5 separate regions of the Mus musculus genome follow, and all the other regions are linked to region 1. The links are chromatin contacts, called in public Hi-C and promoter capture Hi-C maps. All regions are on one chromosome and are shown on one strand. Each heading gives the region's core, a stretch centred on a gene start, on an enhancer-like site or on the middle of the called end of the contact. The rest is flanking DNA. Distances are from core to core; before and after follow the strand shown.

Evidence for each region. Promoter capture Hi-C pulls out the DNA fragments that hold promoters and counts their contacts. Hi-C and Micro-C count contacts between places; a contact is called where the count stands out from the background. Capture Hi-C pulls out chosen DNA fragments and counts their contacts.
Region 2: a contact with region 1 is called in a promoter capture Hi-C map of pre-B cells, with 4 times the contacts expected there. The contact joins the promoter of Ap3b1 here to the promoter of Hmgcr in region 1.
Region 3: a promoter capture Hi-C map of pre-B cells shows a contact between it and region 1, with 3 times the contacts expected there. The contact joins the promoter of Tnpo1 here to the promoter of Hmgcr in region 1.
Region 4: a contact with region 1 is called in a Hi-C map of B cells, with 6 read pairs. The contact joins the promoter of Fcho2 here to the promoter of Hmgcr in region 1. A contact is called at or near these places in 2 of 39 promoter capture datasets (erythroid cells and liver), 1 of 484 Hi-C or Micro-C datasets (B cells) and 1 of 115 datasets of contacts at active chromatin or transcription factors (astrocytes).
Region 5: a contact with region 1 is called in a promoter capture Hi-C map of liver, with 2.8 times the contacts expected there. The contact joins the promoter of Mrps27 here to the promoter of Hmgcr in region 1. A contact is called at or near these places in 1 of 39 promoter capture datasets (pre-B cells), 1 of 115 datasets of contacts at active chromatin or transcription factors (bone marrow-derived dendritic cells) and 1 of 9 other capture datasets (liver).

The regions. Positions count from the first base shown.
Region 1 is chr13:96,669,658-96,672,762 of GRCm38.p6, forward strand. Hmgcr (3-hydroxy-3-methylglutaryl-Coenzyme A reductase) reads right to left here and starts at 1,279. Exons shown (of 20, transcript NM_008255.2): 1 at 1,154-1,279.
Region 2 is chr13:94,357,707-94,360,406 of GRCm38.p6, forward strand. It overlaps Ap3b1 (adaptor-related protein complex 3, beta 1 subunit), which reads left to right and starts at 1,254. Exons shown (of 27, transcript NM_009680.3): 1 at 1,254-1,525. The coding sequence starts at 1,398. Gm9776 (predicted gene 9776) reads right to left here and starts at 1,217. Exons shown (of 1, transcript NR_045619.1): 1 at 1-1,217.
Region 3 is chr13:98,925,048-98,927,796 of GRCm38.p6, forward strand. Tnpo1 (transportin 1) reads right to left here and starts at 1,337. Exons shown (of 24, transcript NM_178716.3): 1 at 1,204-1,337. The coding sequence starts at 1,218. It overlaps Gm52051 (translation initiation factor IF-2-like), which reads left to right. Exons shown (of 2, transcript XR_003950643.1): 1 at 1-2,359.
Region 4 is chr13:98,814,186-98,817,012 of GRCm38.p6, forward strand. It overlaps Fcho2 (FCH domain only 2), which reads right to left and starts at 1,264. Exons shown (of 26, transcript NM_172591.3): 1 at 891-1,264. The coding sequence starts at 923. It overlaps Gm34995 (a long non-coding RNA gene), which reads left to right and starts at 1,796. Exons shown (of 3, transcript XR_382806.4): 1 at 1,796-1,884. It also overlaps the pseudogene Gm18134.
Region 5 is chr13:99,343,143-99,346,184 of GRCm38.p6, forward strand. Mrps27 (mitochondrial ribosomal protein S27) reads left to right here and starts at 1,644. Exons shown (of 11, transcript NM_173757.3): 1 at 1,644-1,733. The coding sequence starts at 1,661. It overlaps Ptcd2 (pentatricopeptide repeat domain 2), which reads right to left and starts at 1,536. Exons shown (of 10, transcript NM_026873.2): 1 at 1,422-1,536; 2 at 171-263. The coding sequence starts at 1,527.

The DNA.
Region 1 (3,105 bases), core at 29-2,528:
ACCTTGCACAGAAAACAAGTTCTGTACCCAACTTTACCATACATTACCAGTTTCTAAGTCCATCTCCTCTTCATGGTCAAGTTCTCTGACCAAAGTATTAAGTGGAACCATAAAGAACTACTATTTTAAGAACTTAAAAAAAAAAAAAAAAGCACAATTTCAAGATAGATTTAAGGATTCAGAAACTGATCCCAGAATATAGCTCACAGTCTACAAATTAGACAAAAATATAGCAGTGTGAGCAAGCACACCCTTTATCTTGCCTGGTCAAGTTCTAGAAAGGCACTACGACCAAGTAAGCCCACAAAACGCAGCCCAATGTAGATCCAAGACTTTTGCCCTACGATAAATAAAATACAAATAAATCACAAGTAACCAAACAAAATGTATTCCCTACTTCGTGTGATGCTTTAATTGTACACAACGACTTTGTAAGTAAAGAGCCAGTAACAGACGTTTCCTGTGCCTTTACAGGCCTTAGCCCGAAAAGATACAACCTCAAGAGAGGAAAGATTTCCATCTGTCCGCTTTCGATGAAAGACTATTAACTTCGCCCAACCTCAGAAGTCTACTGTTTTACTTGCGAACCTCTAAGGCCATTTTCTTCATTCAAACCAAATAATTCCAATAGGTGCATAAGGTAAATTGACATCAGTATCAATGAGACTACGCCCCTTAGGAGAAAGACTATAACATAAAGGTCGAGAGACCGACTTCGGAGGGCTAGCTGTGCCTGTACAGACCTCGCATCCTCCTCCGGGCCCACTAGGAAGAGCACAACCTGCCGTACCCACGCGGATCGGGTCAATTTGCAGCCTACATCTCCATCACTTTAAAGACGGGTCCTGCCGCAAGGCAGCGCCTGGGCGTGAACCCTTGTTCTCTAGGGCTCCCGCTGTCCCCTCTGCCAGGCACTCGTACACGGATGACCGTGACCGCCGGGTCAGCACAGCGCCCTCCGGACTGAACCCACGGACGCCCCGTCGCTGCACTGGCCCTCAGGCCCACCCGGCCCACGGGTTCCCTGGCCGCCGCCCTGCCGCCGGGCCTCAAGGACGTGTCCTCGCGGTCCCCTCGGTTCGCAGCCGCCTCGTGAGCCCAGGCGGAGCGCGAGACCCGCTGTCCCGCCGGTCCCCAGCGTCCGCCAGCTCACCTCCGGATCTCAATGGAGGCCAAGCCGGCCCAGCTGCCGTCTCCAGCCAACGGAGCCCCGGGCGGAAGGAACTGCGCTTACGCACGCTCCAGGCCGCCAGCGGGCCGCCAATAAGGAAGGATCGTCCGATCCCCTAGCCAATCGTCGGGCGGCTGCTCAGCCTGACGGCCTACGTCACGAACGGTCTCCCTAACAACCGCCCACTGCTCGCACCCGGGCGGAGAACGGGCACCGCACCATCTCTCACCACGGCAGAGCCAACCAATGACGGGTCGGGTCCCAGCATCGCGGCCTTCCTATTGGTCTCCGAGCCGAGGGGCGCCTGCAAGGACGCCGCCCGCGCGGGGAACAGGGGATGCCGCGGGTGGAGTACCCCGAACTCAGAGTTTGACCTGCAGGGTCTTGCCCCCGTGGGAAGACCACGGGAGGCCACCGTGTTAGAGTTGGAGCGTGAACGCGGGTTAAGGTTGAAAAGAAAAAGCCCAGTTAGTAGAGAGATCTGTGGGGAAGTAGTAGAGCTCTGAAAAAAAAAAAAAGAGGAATTTAAAAAAGAAAACGAAATGTGGCAGGGACTTGCAGCCCAAACCCCCTGTGACATACCCATCAGTGCTAATGGCTCCGGCTATCTAGGTCACCTGTCGCACACTGGATTCTTGCTGAAGAGTCCCTCTCCAGTGTCGTCTCTGAATTCCCTCTGCTCTCCTGCTGGCTGAAGGCCTTTATCAAGCCCTTAACTCAAACTTGCAATAACCTCTCCTAACTGGTCTTCCCACTCTCGGGTGCTTACACCTTCTGCTTCTGGCGTTTCTGCTGCAGTAATCTTCCTCTTATGCCATACACCTGCCCCTAAATCAGCCTCCAGTATGGCCCAACCCCATTTCACCTACACAACTCTATCCCTGTGTTAGCCTAGAGTAACTTACCCTTCGATTGTACTGAATCGCTTTTGACACCCCTGCTCATGGTCTTAGTTTAGCCCGGATATACCTACCCACTTTAAATTTTGAAATCCTAATTATACCTCAAGGATCATTCATATGCCACCTCCTTTCCTGATTCTCTCAAACATATGTCATATCTCTCTTCTGAACGCCCATAGCACTTCCGTAATAGTCTATGACTTGTCTTACTGTTTTATGTGGAAATGTCGTAAAGAGAGCAATTGGTACATAACTCCTTTTGTTTTTGTGCGCTCTCTGTTTCTGTGTGTGTGTGTGTGTGTGTGTGTGTGTGTGTGTGTGTGCTGCTGTGCACTACATGTACAGAACAGTGCCCAAGGAATAGCAAGAAGAGGGTGGGGGATCCTCTGGAACTGGAGTTACGTAAGATGGTTGTTAGCTGCCATGTAAGTGGAAACTGAATCTGAATTCTCTGAAGAACTGAAGTGCTCTTAACCGATGAGCCATCTCTTAAAACACTATATGTTCAGTAGTACTTTTCATAAACTAAAAAAGTACCTGGTTAGAGTCTCATCGTTGTTATAAAATAGGGATTGCTCCCATTTCACACAAAGAACATGCTCTAAACAACTTGAATCAATTGGAAAACTAAGATTTCATTCCACATCTAAAGCTGGGCTTCTAGAGTTACCTTCCACTGGCTTAATATAGAGCCTTTGTTCATATCTTTACGAAACACTCCAAAAAGTTTCTTATGTCCAGGGTGTGGTGGTTAGAGCTGGAAGTATAATAATAGACACAGTACACGTGGCACCCACCAAAGTGAAAGCAATTGAAGTGAACAGACTTCTTAAACGGGGCGGTGGAGGAGGGGGGGTGCGGGGGGGGGAGGAAATGGAAAAAGGGCAAGAAAGAAAAGTAAAGAAAGATGTAGGGGAGACAAGGTATAGATAAGTCCAAGAGCCTGGAAACCCTGTCATATTCTTCATGCCTCTAAAAGTCTGACAGGCTAAATGTCTCACATTACAGATTGTAAAAATTGTTACTAATACA
Region 2 (2,700 bases), core at 4-2,503, 2.3 Mb before region 1:
ACAATTATATACTCAGGTATATTTTGTACTGAGGATGTGTTCACATTGTCATTACTTGACAAAATAAGCAAAGCCTAGTGTCTTCCCGTAGTAAATGAATTTATCCATGCACACCACTTAGTATAGTGTCTGGGGTATAAGCTAAGCATCATATAACACCTTGTTATGTATCATCACCATCGATCAGTCAGTCGTAGGAGAGATTCTACAAATCTATCAATATCATCAACACTGGGAAGAAACATATTTGCGATGCTCGAACACTGTCTGGATAGGTGTATTGAAAAGCTAATTAACCGCCAACGTTTGGTCAGTTTGGAGGCTGATTGCTCCTCTCTCTCCTAGCACTAAGGAGGAGCGTGTTTTCCGAGAGACAACGCAATCTTTCAGTCAAGTCGAGAAATCTTGGTGGGACCTTGGTGTTTGCCTGGTGCTACCCTTGGGTTTTGGTGATTTGCTGCAGGGCTGCAGGTATTCAGTCCTTTCTGGACCGCATGTGTAGGGAAAGAGGAACGAAGGAACGGTAGTCACCAGGGAGGCTGGTGAGGGTCCTCTTGGAAAGCTGCCCGGGACAGAAGGGTTGCAGTTCTGCAGCCAGAAACCATCCCATCTTGCTGCTTAGGTGTTGTTGGAAAGCCACTTGCCCAAGAGTGGAAGCAGGCGGCGCTCGGAGGAGAGCGCACTCCAGCTTCTGGCCCAGGCTTAGCTCGCGGCAGCTGACTGCGGGCAGGACGCAAGCCTCGAACTTCAAGTAAGAACCTCGGGCCCCAGGAAAAACTTAGGCAAAGCTTGCAGGCGGATGATCGCCTCCGCGCAGATCCTGAAAGCCTCCTCCGAAGGAGGAGCTTTCACGTCTAGAACGTCAGGCCACTCTGGCTGTGAGAGGGGCGGAAGCCAGCCTCGAGGGCTGAGAGCTTGTGGCCGCTGAAGCCAAGTTCTTCCGACCTGTGCACCGCGTTTCAGGAGCCATCGGGGAGCGATCAGTGGACAGCAGAAGAGAAGCAACGAACCCTGGAGGATCTGAGATCTCCTCCACCAAAACGCATCCAAGGGCCTCATATCCAGTTCTTTACGTGCCCACGACTCTCCGGCTGACCCGGTGCAAAACCCCAGCTTCCTGTTAAGGGTCCCGAGTGTAGCTTCCCGGCAGCCCCTAACACCCGGAGCGCGACAATCTAGCGCACCGGGAGCGGCAGGCGCGGGCCCGCACGGACACAGTGCGCACGCGCAGGGGGTGGGCCGCCCGGTCAGCCGGAGCAGTGACGAGCCCGGAAGCGCCGGCGCGCGCCCCCTCCGCCCCAGAACTAGTTTGGTTCGGTGTCCTCCGAACGCCAGCCATCCGTAGAGGACCCCGCACGCTCTCTCCCGCACCCGCCTGCTGGCCAGCACCGCCCGCGATGTCTAGCAACAGTTTCGCCTACAACGAGCAGTCGGGAGGAGGGGAGGCGGCGGAGCTCGGGCAGGAGGCCACCTCGACCATCTCTCCCTCGGGCGCCTTCGGCCTCTTCAGCAGCGATTGGAAGAAGTGAGGACCGGGGTTCGGGGTGCGGGAGCGCTGCCGGGACGCGAGGCGGCCGCCCGGGCTGCTCTCGGTTCCTGGGGAACCTCCCTGCCGCCCCCGCTGCGGTGGGTCGGTGGGTGGGTGGGTGGGGGTGGCCCCGCCGGGTGCGGGGCTTGTTGGGGACGTCTGGGGACGCCCAAGGCGGCGCCTGTGGTCTTCAAACTTTGGTGTGTGTGGGGGGGAAAAAGCAAACCAGTTGGTGAGCCGAGGTTCCACTTCCCAAACCGTTGACTGAGTTGATCTGGGCTGCGCACAGGAGTTTGAATTTTGAACTTCTAGTGAATTTGAGGTCTACAGGATCAGACCTCGAGAAAGTCATTTATTTAAAGGTGACGAGGGTATTTGGGGAAGGGAGTGGGGAGTGGGCCTGCTGCTTATTGGGACCCTATAATGTAGGGACTAAGCGGTGGTTTGGGGGTTTTGTATAAATGACAAACTTATTTTTTCTACCACCTTTGGCGTTTTTCATGTGATGATCTTTGCACCAGGGTACTTCCCCGCCCCCACTGAAGCACTGAGATAATATTTAAATAGAGTGTTGTTGTGAACCAAACCCAGTTCTAGTTCTTTACAAATAGTATGAATTTTAAAAATAAGCACCAACCGTGTATACTGATTTTTGTAAAAAGTTACTTATGGTTCGCGTCAAATACCGCCAAGAATTGAAAACATCCTTAGCGGGTTCTGTTTTAGTTTGGGTTTTACATTTTGGCGTGTTGATGGGCTGTGGATAAATGTACAGAATTATGACAACTTAGATTATTTGTCGTTCCCCTCCCTTTTCTTTCTGACAGGGTCTCACTGTGTAACCTTGGCTGGCCTGGAACTCACTAGGTAGAGCAGGCTAGCCTGAAACTCAGAGAAATCCTCCTGCCTCTGCTACTCCAGTGCACACACCACCATGCCATTACACATTCTTTTTAAATTTTTGTTCTCTTATTGTTACGCAGTATAGTAAAACATAATAGACTATCACTAGATTCTACCCACTTAAGGTAAGGAAACTTGGTTGATAGTTTTATGGATATTAAGAGGTGTAACTAAAATAATAATTGGTGGGGAAGGTGGTTAGAGACAATCTTGTTCTGTAGCTCAGGTTGGCCTCAAACTGGAACTTGCCATTCTCCTGCCTCTGCCTC
Region 3 (2,749 bases), core at 87-2,586, 2.3 Mb after region 1:
AAGGGAAGACGAACCACTCACAGTGCAGTAGGTGTACACGGACTCAAGTAAAAGCTGAATTGCCAAACCACTATTCACCCACACACGGCAAGTGTCAAGGAGTTTAAAATAAATCGGCCACCTCTAAAGTAGTATTTTTCCTTTGCACTTGCAAATTTCCACATAGACCAGCCATTCTCTAGAACCAGGACGGAGGGTTACAGGACAGTAACAAGGATCACTTCTCACCAACTACAAACCATCCACTTACTTCATTAGCACACTTTCTTACCACACTTAAGTGAAAGTTTCGATAGGGAAACTCAAAACCCAGCAGGTACTTTTGGTATCCTAAAGATGAACACGTCTGAGCGTGCACATTGCAGACAGACAGGTCAGTTCCAAATACTGATTTCACCGAATATTTTGCATTTAAGGAGCGTCTTCTCTTTAGGGGGGAAAAGCATTGCTTACGTACTCATTGAAGCCATCACTGTTTTTCGAACAGGACATACTAAGCTTCTTAATACAATCTCCCCAACTAGTGGACAGCCTCTGACTTCGTTTCTACAGTTAACAGCTGATTCGCGACTGGCGTAACAAAGTGAAACTGTAAACAATCCCTGCAAACCCCACGTGATTAAAAAAAATTAAGCCCCGCGAGATCATTTCTAAGAGGAAGAAAGCCTTTCTAAAGCCAGTTTGATTGTGGTGGCGGGTCTGTTCCTCGGCGGCCCTTCCCCGTGGCGTGGGCAGACAGAGGCAGACGTGCAAAACCCACAAACCTAAGCAAAACCCGTAGTTACAAACATTAAAATTATGTTCACAGGTCGCGAGGCCAGCAGGCCCTCGGGGGAGACGGATCAGCTGGCTGCAGAAACCGGAGTGTGCGAGGCTCCGGGACAAAGACCGGCGACCTCGGGCCCTCGCACCGTGCGGCCTGACGGGCATCGCAGCGGCTCGGCCCGCCAGCCTCCCGCCACCCCCAGGACCGACCTCCCGCTCCTGGGGCGCCGCCTGCCCTGTCCGGGACCCGCAGGGCGCCCGGGACCGCAGCTGTTGGGCTTAGAACCGCGCCGTCGCCGGCGGGCTCCAAACGGCCAGGCCCCGTCCGAGAGGGCGGACAGCGGAGCGCGGTCCCCTCGGCGCGGCGGCCGGTCGGAGCTCGCTCGGGCCGCTTCCCACCCGCCTCCGCCCTGGCCACGCACCCTCACGCCAACCTACCCGGTCCCACACCATCCCAGAGGCCTCCGGCGCTCGGGCCTTTCTGCCGAAGCGGCGCTGCCTCCCGTCCGGGGCCTGAAATGGCTGCGGAACAAAGAGAATCCGGGCTCCGGCGAGCGCCGGTCCGATTGGCCGGGGGGCGGAGCCCGGCGCGGGAATCTTCGGCGGCGGTCGCCTTGGCAACGGCGACGGGGCTGGGAAAACTGCGGCCTGGGCCTGCTGGCCTGCGTCGGGAAGGCGGGCGGGCGGGCGGCGCGCCCCAGCGGTTTTCACCAAGCGGGGTCCCGGGGTCGACGCCTCGGCCCCGTGCCCGCCTCACACCCCCTCGCGCCCACTGCAGCCCCCACAAGCCAGCCTGGGGCTCAGTCGCGGCCTCCGCTGCCCAGCCCGTTGAGTGTGAACGCCCAGATGCACGGCCCTTCCGGCGGCAGGTGACGTGCGTGCCCGGAGTGCACTCGTGTCCCCCCCGGGAGACCGCCGAGCCCAGAGCCCGGCGACACCCACCAGGCCGCTCGTCCCACAGTCGAACTGTTACAGCTTTCCTGGGACAAGGCAGAAGGGTGTGGGCGGACGGCGGCCCCCTTGATAACACAGGGGCTTCTGAAATGTGCTGATGTAGCACGAAACTACCATATAAAACCAAATGAAATGATTTAGAAAATTAGGTTTACATCTCTAGGTATGTTTCTACTATAAAGCTAGTTCCCTGAGCTTGGAGATAATAAGCTCTCCTCTCTCCTTATACAGCCACCACCAGAGAGGTACTGTAACTTCAAGCTGAAAGTGTTTTAAAATGGGAGAGGTAGGCACTTTTCAAGCCAGTTGCAATAATGGTAATGAAGAGAGGTGAATTGTTCTTCCCAGTGGTAGCACACGCTTTTAATCCCAGCACTTGGGAGGCAGAGTCAGGCAGACTTCTGAGTTCAAGGCCAGCCAGGGCTATACTGAGAAACCCGGTCTTGGAAGAATCGTTCTTCCCTGCCTGGTTATTTTTACACAAACTTACCACGTATGAGTATTTTAAATATGCACAGCAAGGTGGTCCTTTTTTCTGAGTGAGTGGCCAGCGAGAATTATCTTCACATCAGTGCTTTCAACTGCCTTAGTGTTACATACTTCTTGTTTAGGCAGTGATTGCTCTCCATACACTTTACAGGTAAAATTATTGTACCTAATTCTTGAAAAATGCTAAATATTTACAACTTATTTATTAAGAAGCTTAAAAATCTTCACTTGTAATACTTTTTAGTGTTACAATTAGCTTAACTCAAAGTTTGAGACTAAAAGATGGTTTTTATCATCAGAAAGCTGAAAATTGAAAGGGAAAATATTTAAAATTACTAAAATATGGCCAGGCATGGCAGCCCACACTTTTAGTCCCATCACTCCAGAGGCAGAGGCAGACAGATTGCTGAGTTCCAGGCCAGCCTGGCCTACACAGAGAAACTTTGTCTCTATCAAATAAAATAAACATTTTTAAATGTTGATTTAATAGAAGTTAGATAGAGTAGTGTTCTTGGAAAGGAATTTTCTAAGAAGGAATATG
Region 4 (2,827 bases), core at 14-2,513, 2.1 Mb after region 1:
GATGTTTGCAAAAAAACAATGAGGAACTCTTCACAGTATACACTTTAAGTGCATGCATAAAACCGCTCTTTAAAAACACCACCGAGTACAGATGATTGCGAAAAGCGAATTAACATTCAAAACAAATAACCATGAACTGATTGTATTCAAGCCCGTGCTTGAGACTGAATTAAGAATCTCAGCTAGCAGTAGCTGGCATGACTGAAAGCTGACTCCTTTCAACACCTTACCTAAATGAAAGTGGTGCCGTATTTGCAACTGTCGGGCCACGAAAACCCAAGTTCGGCCAAGATACCTGAGTAAACACGTAACTTTCCTGTTCATGGCAGAAGCGTACTTGCCACGATCGGCTAACAGCAACTGCACGAAATCACACGGCGAGGAGACTAGAGGGGTGTGGGGAGCCCGAGGAAGGTCCACGAAACCCAACTTCCACGGGCTTTGTGAGCAGGCCTGAAGGCAAAGTCCTGGGCGCAGCCCCCACCAGCCCAGCCGCGCGGCCAAGAGGAAGTGCCGAGCCCGCTCGGCCCTGCACGGACTCTGCGTGGGGTCCCGGGCCTGCGCCGCGGGAAGCCGACCAGCCGGGTGCCCGGCTCCCCGCGCCGGACGCCGCGCACGCACGCCCCGTCGGCGCTTTGTCCCCGCCCGGCGCCGCCGGCCCTCTGGAGTCCCCGCCGAGACTCCCGGGCCGCGCTGCCAGCCCGGGCGCCGCGCGCAGTGGCCAACCCGGAGGAGGCGGGTGGCCGGAGAGCCGTGGCCCGCGGGAGCTCGGCCGGGCAACCCCGGGGCCGTGGACTCTCGCTCGGCCGCCCGAGGAGCCGCCGCCCGCCGCGCACGCAGGCCGCGGGGAGAAACCGAAGCCCGCGGCGTCCCCAACACCCTCCGCTCACCCAGAAATTCTCCACGAAATGCGCCATGACCATCTTGCCGCCGCCGCCGCCGCCGCCGCCGCCGCGCCGGGTTCCGCGTCCGCACCCGCCCGCCGCTGTGTAAACACGGACCGGCCCCTACGGCGCCCCCGCCTCTCGCCGCCGCCGCCTTCTTCCCAGAGACCGCCCGCGCCCTCTAGGGCGCATGCGCCACCTAGCGGCAGGCGCGGCCGCCGCCACCACGGGGCGAGAGCCTGACTGTCGCTCCCGAGTGCGCGTGCGCGCAGCCTGTCCGGGTCCGAGCGTTCGCAAGGAATGGTACAGAGCTTAGTCTGCGCGAGCCTCCGGGGCTGGCGGGAGTCGAGCTACCCGCAGGCCCGGGGGGCGGAGCTAATAGGGCCACGCCCCCTCGCGTCCAGCGTCCTGGCCTTCTAGGATCTCCAGCAGTCCCAGGTCCTGGCAGACTGGGACTAAGGAAACTTGGCAGCCGGCCACCCCAAGGAGACTGGGAAACCTTTGGTCAACAGGGAGCCTCTCCTTGACTGGGAAGTAAGATCCAAAACAAAACTGTCCAAGGCCGGAAAGGGAGGGAACGCCCAGTGTCGCCTGCAAGACTCAGGCAGTGCAGTCGGTCACAAGGGAGCCAGCCGGCCTGGACCGCCTGCCGAGAGCAGGCGTGACCCGAAACGCGACTCTTCCAGGCCTGTTCACAAAGCCCATGGTGGTAATCTTACCAGTTTGTACACCCAGGAGGAAAGGACACAAGTTTTAACATGCTTCGGCCTGATGGGGAAAAGAAATCCCTCGCCATGCCTTTCTTTCCAAAAGTTTAAAAAACTTTAGAGGTCCCAAGTTCATTAAGCTAAGTCAAAGATCTGCAAGTTGGAAGTCAAGCTCCAGAGATGATTTAGTGTAGTTTTAACTACAGTATGAACACCGCACGTCCTAAGATCGTTTTCAAACATGGACAATGTAGCACTTTCTTCAAAGGAAATTATTTGCCTCCCCAAACGATGTATGTAAACACTTTTCATGTATCTTTTATATAGTCGATAGCAAAAGATAACCAGACAAAGGTTGTGCCTTTATAAGAATATCTTTCAGAAATATTCACGTAAAGCTAAGACATCTAGCATCTGCTCAGGAGTATTTGGTGGAAGCAGGGCAGAAGACTAGGGTATAGGAGGAACAAGATTGGCCATACAAGTAGTTGAATGATGGAAAGATGCTATTTCCATATACTATTTTAAAAGGTCTATGTGTATGAGTGATTTGCCTGCATGTTAGGTATGAATTCCATGTGTGTGCCTAGTGCCCAATAAGACCAGAAGAGCGTGTGGGATCCTCTGAAACTGAAGATACAGAAAGTTGTGAATCACCATGTGGACTTTGGAATTGAATCAGGGTCCTCTCCAAGAGCATTAATACTCATAACCACTGAGCAATCTCTCCTTTGTTTGTTTGTTTTTGTTTTTCTTGTATATGTTAACTCTTCCATTTAAAATAAATATTTGCTTTTGTTTTGTAAACCATCAGCCCAGTTATGCTATCCTTGGTGCTTAAGATAGAAGAAAATTCTAACAAAAGGAGTAAGAAAGCTCACCCTGCAAAAGCGGCTGGTACTGGATTCCTAATATCACCAGGCTTAGTGCGAGAGAGGATCCCCGAGTTTCCTTTTTTTACTGAGACCCGCCAACATGGGCCGAGTTCACACCAAGACTGTGAAGAAGGCGGCCCAGGTCATCATCGAGAAGTACTACACACACCTGGGTAATGGCTTCCACAGTAACAAGCGCCTGTGGGAGGAGACCTCCATTATCCCCAGCTAGAAACTTCGGAACAAGATAGCTGGCTATGTGACCCATCTGATGAAGTAGATTCAGAGAGGTCCTATGAGAGGCATCTCTATCAAGCTGCAGAGCGAGAGAGAGAGAGAGAGAGAGAGAGAGAGAGAGAGA
Region 5 (3,042 bases), core at 394-2,893, 2.7 Mb after region 1:
AGGAAGAGCCATGGACTTGAAGTACCAGAGTCTGAGAGAAAGGGTTGATGAGGAAACTAATGGTCACTCTGTCTTTTTTCTCTCTATGAGATAGGTCTTGAAAGAGTGAATAGAGACAAAGGAGAAATATGAATGACAGACGATTAAAGAATTAATAAAACAGATATTACCTTTGGTGCCAGGTAGGTTATATGCAATAGCTATCTTCTTATGTTGAAATTCCTTTAACTTCACAATGTTATCTGTGAGTAGGTATCTTTTAGCTAAAAAGTAGAAAAAGAAAATAAAGTCATTTTGATTGCTCTCCCCCTCCCCCGCAGCAAATAAGAGCATGGTTGCCTCTAAAGGATCCATCCAGAGAGGTACAAATACTATATATCCCTGGTGAGAAGCAAACATCTCCAGTCAAGTATTGAATGCAAGTCTTACATTTGAAAGAGGTAGGGATTGATGGAGTGTGAAGACTGGTTGACAAGATGAGCTATGAAGAACAAATGGGCATTTGCTATCTAGTTGGGGGCTAGCAATGCAGACACCTACACACACACACACACACACTGCAGACACCTACACACACACACACACACACACACACACACACTTTTGCTTGGTTTATTTTGGGAGAAACATGAAATATTGGGAAAAGCTATATCATGACTTCCAGTTTTGAAACTTCGGCACTGAAGATAGCCTTTCAGATCTGGACTCAGTAACCCTAGATCAGAAATCACTGACCACAGATCAGCAAGTCTGGAATGTACCCTTCTGCATCGTTGGCTGTGCATGAGATAAAAACAGATGAACCGTGCACTGAGATCTGACACAGTAAGGTAGTAACAAAAATAGTTGTTTATGAAAAGGCAGTCCTGTGACGCTGTCAGATCTGGGTCTTTAGTTCAAATACAGCATCTGCCAGCTCCCTGTGACCTTGGGCGAGTGACAACCTTGTCTACTTCCTATTCTGTAAATGAAGAAGGGTACCTCTGTCACTGGATGCTATGTGTGTGTGTGCGCGCCCACATTATAATAATTTTATTATCAATAGCAGTCACGCCTTCAGAAAGGCGGTAAGGAATAATTTGGGGGATGAGGACGCCTGCCTCGAGTCTTTGAGAATGTAAGCAGCACAGCTTGGGTTCCCATCTCTTAAACTCCGCACCAAAACCTTGCAGAAAAGGACACCCGACGACTGAGGTATGTTCTCGAAGAGCAACTTGGACCTTTGCAAGTGCAGTCCCTAGCTGCCCTTTGCTTTCCAGGCACAGAGCAGAGGGGTTCACAGTCCGGAAGCAAACCGGGCTGCTCACGCGTGCAGCAAAAGGGAAAGGGCGCACGAGCCTCCTCCAAAAAGAGAGGCCGCGGTGGGCTCACGCTCCCTTCTCTTCCACCCTCCCTCCTTCCAGGCGTGCGGCCGCTCGTACCTCCGAGAGTGCAGCGGCAGCAGGCGGAGCCTGAGCCCGTCACCCCGGGATGCAGCGAAGGACGCGGCACCCGCAGGCGTTCCAGGGGCCGAAACACTGTAGCCATGTTGTTCCGGGCCGGGCTGCACCATCTGCGGGACCCGGGCAGGGGGGACCTCTGAGGTGGTAGGACCACTTCCGGCGGAGGCGGGCTCTGTGCCTGTCCCCCCACGCCCGCCTTCCACTTGGTGCGCTCCAAGATGGCGGCTCCCATGGTGCGGTGTGGGATGCTCCTGGCTCGGCGACTAGACGCGTCTCGCCTTTGCCTCGCAGGTTGGTGGCTGCTGCCTTGGAGCTGCAGCTCCATTTAGGCCTCCCAGCACGCTGTTTATTGAAGGAAGGGGGTGATGGGCTTCCAGGAAGCGCATAAGTGCGTCTGGGATCCGGTTGCTAGAGAAGCCGTTTAGGGTATTGGTAACCCAGAAAGGAAAAATAATCCCTCTTCTTTAAGGCTAGTACCCGCCATTCCAAACTTTTGAAAAGTAGGGGAAGGCTGTAGCATGAGGTTCTGCGTATGTCTTGCAAGTTTAATGTATTAAATTAGTAGACTTCTTGGTGATCATGAAAAACCCAAATATGTTCACTCCGTGGGCTAGAACAGTTTTCTTCCCCTGAGATTTCTTTGGAGGGTCATCAGGCAAAAGTTTTCCCTCACTGCCTTGTACTTGATGACCCGAACCCTTGGTCTTCATCTCCTGAAAGAATTTTTCAACACTAGCCTCACTTTACCTGGTGACCTTGGCCACAACTTCTGCCTGACATTTCTTTTTTTTTTTTTTTTTCCACCAGTAGGTAAACAAGCAGAGCGATTTGATGGCTTGAGTTGAATCACATAATCACTCAAAGCCTTTTTAGGGTACCTAATGGTGAAAATACGTTTTGAAGTTTTTGCAAAACCCGAGTTTGTAGTGCTTACAATCTCGTAATCCTTGAAGATGTGCCAGATAACAGAAGTAAAATGAACTAACCACACTTGGATGTTTGCAATGCTGCTTGTTTTCAATCAGACTCCCTTAACACCAGTCACAAAAAGAGAAGCAATGCTCACTTGCTCTCACTCCTGTAAGTGTACAGCCATTTAAAAACTCCACAGTTGTCCTCAAGAGTTTTCTAAAGATAAAGTGTTTGAACTACCTGGCAAGAACACTTCATATCACACATTTGACAAATTGATACGAACAATATTTGGCACTAAGAGTGCTTTGTAGAGCTATTTGGCATATTTAATTGTGATTGGTAGTAAATTCTTTGAAGTTTCATAAGACCCACACTAGTAGATACAGGAGAGTAAGTTGGTTGCTTATAATGGCTGGGGCAACTATTGTAACAAAGGAATGGAAACTACACAGAGCAACTTGAGAGAACCTTTACTTTGGCAGTTTATACTCTGAAGCTATCCCAACTTGGTAGTTGCTAGTACTTGTAGCTATTTAAATTTAAGTTGAAGATAAATAAGATTAAAAACTAAGTTTCTTCACGGCAGTTAGTGTTTTATGTGGTCAGTACATCCATGTAGCTGATGTCTTTTGTCTTGGACAATTTAAAATGTAACATTTTTATTTCTACAGAAGTTTTTTGGACA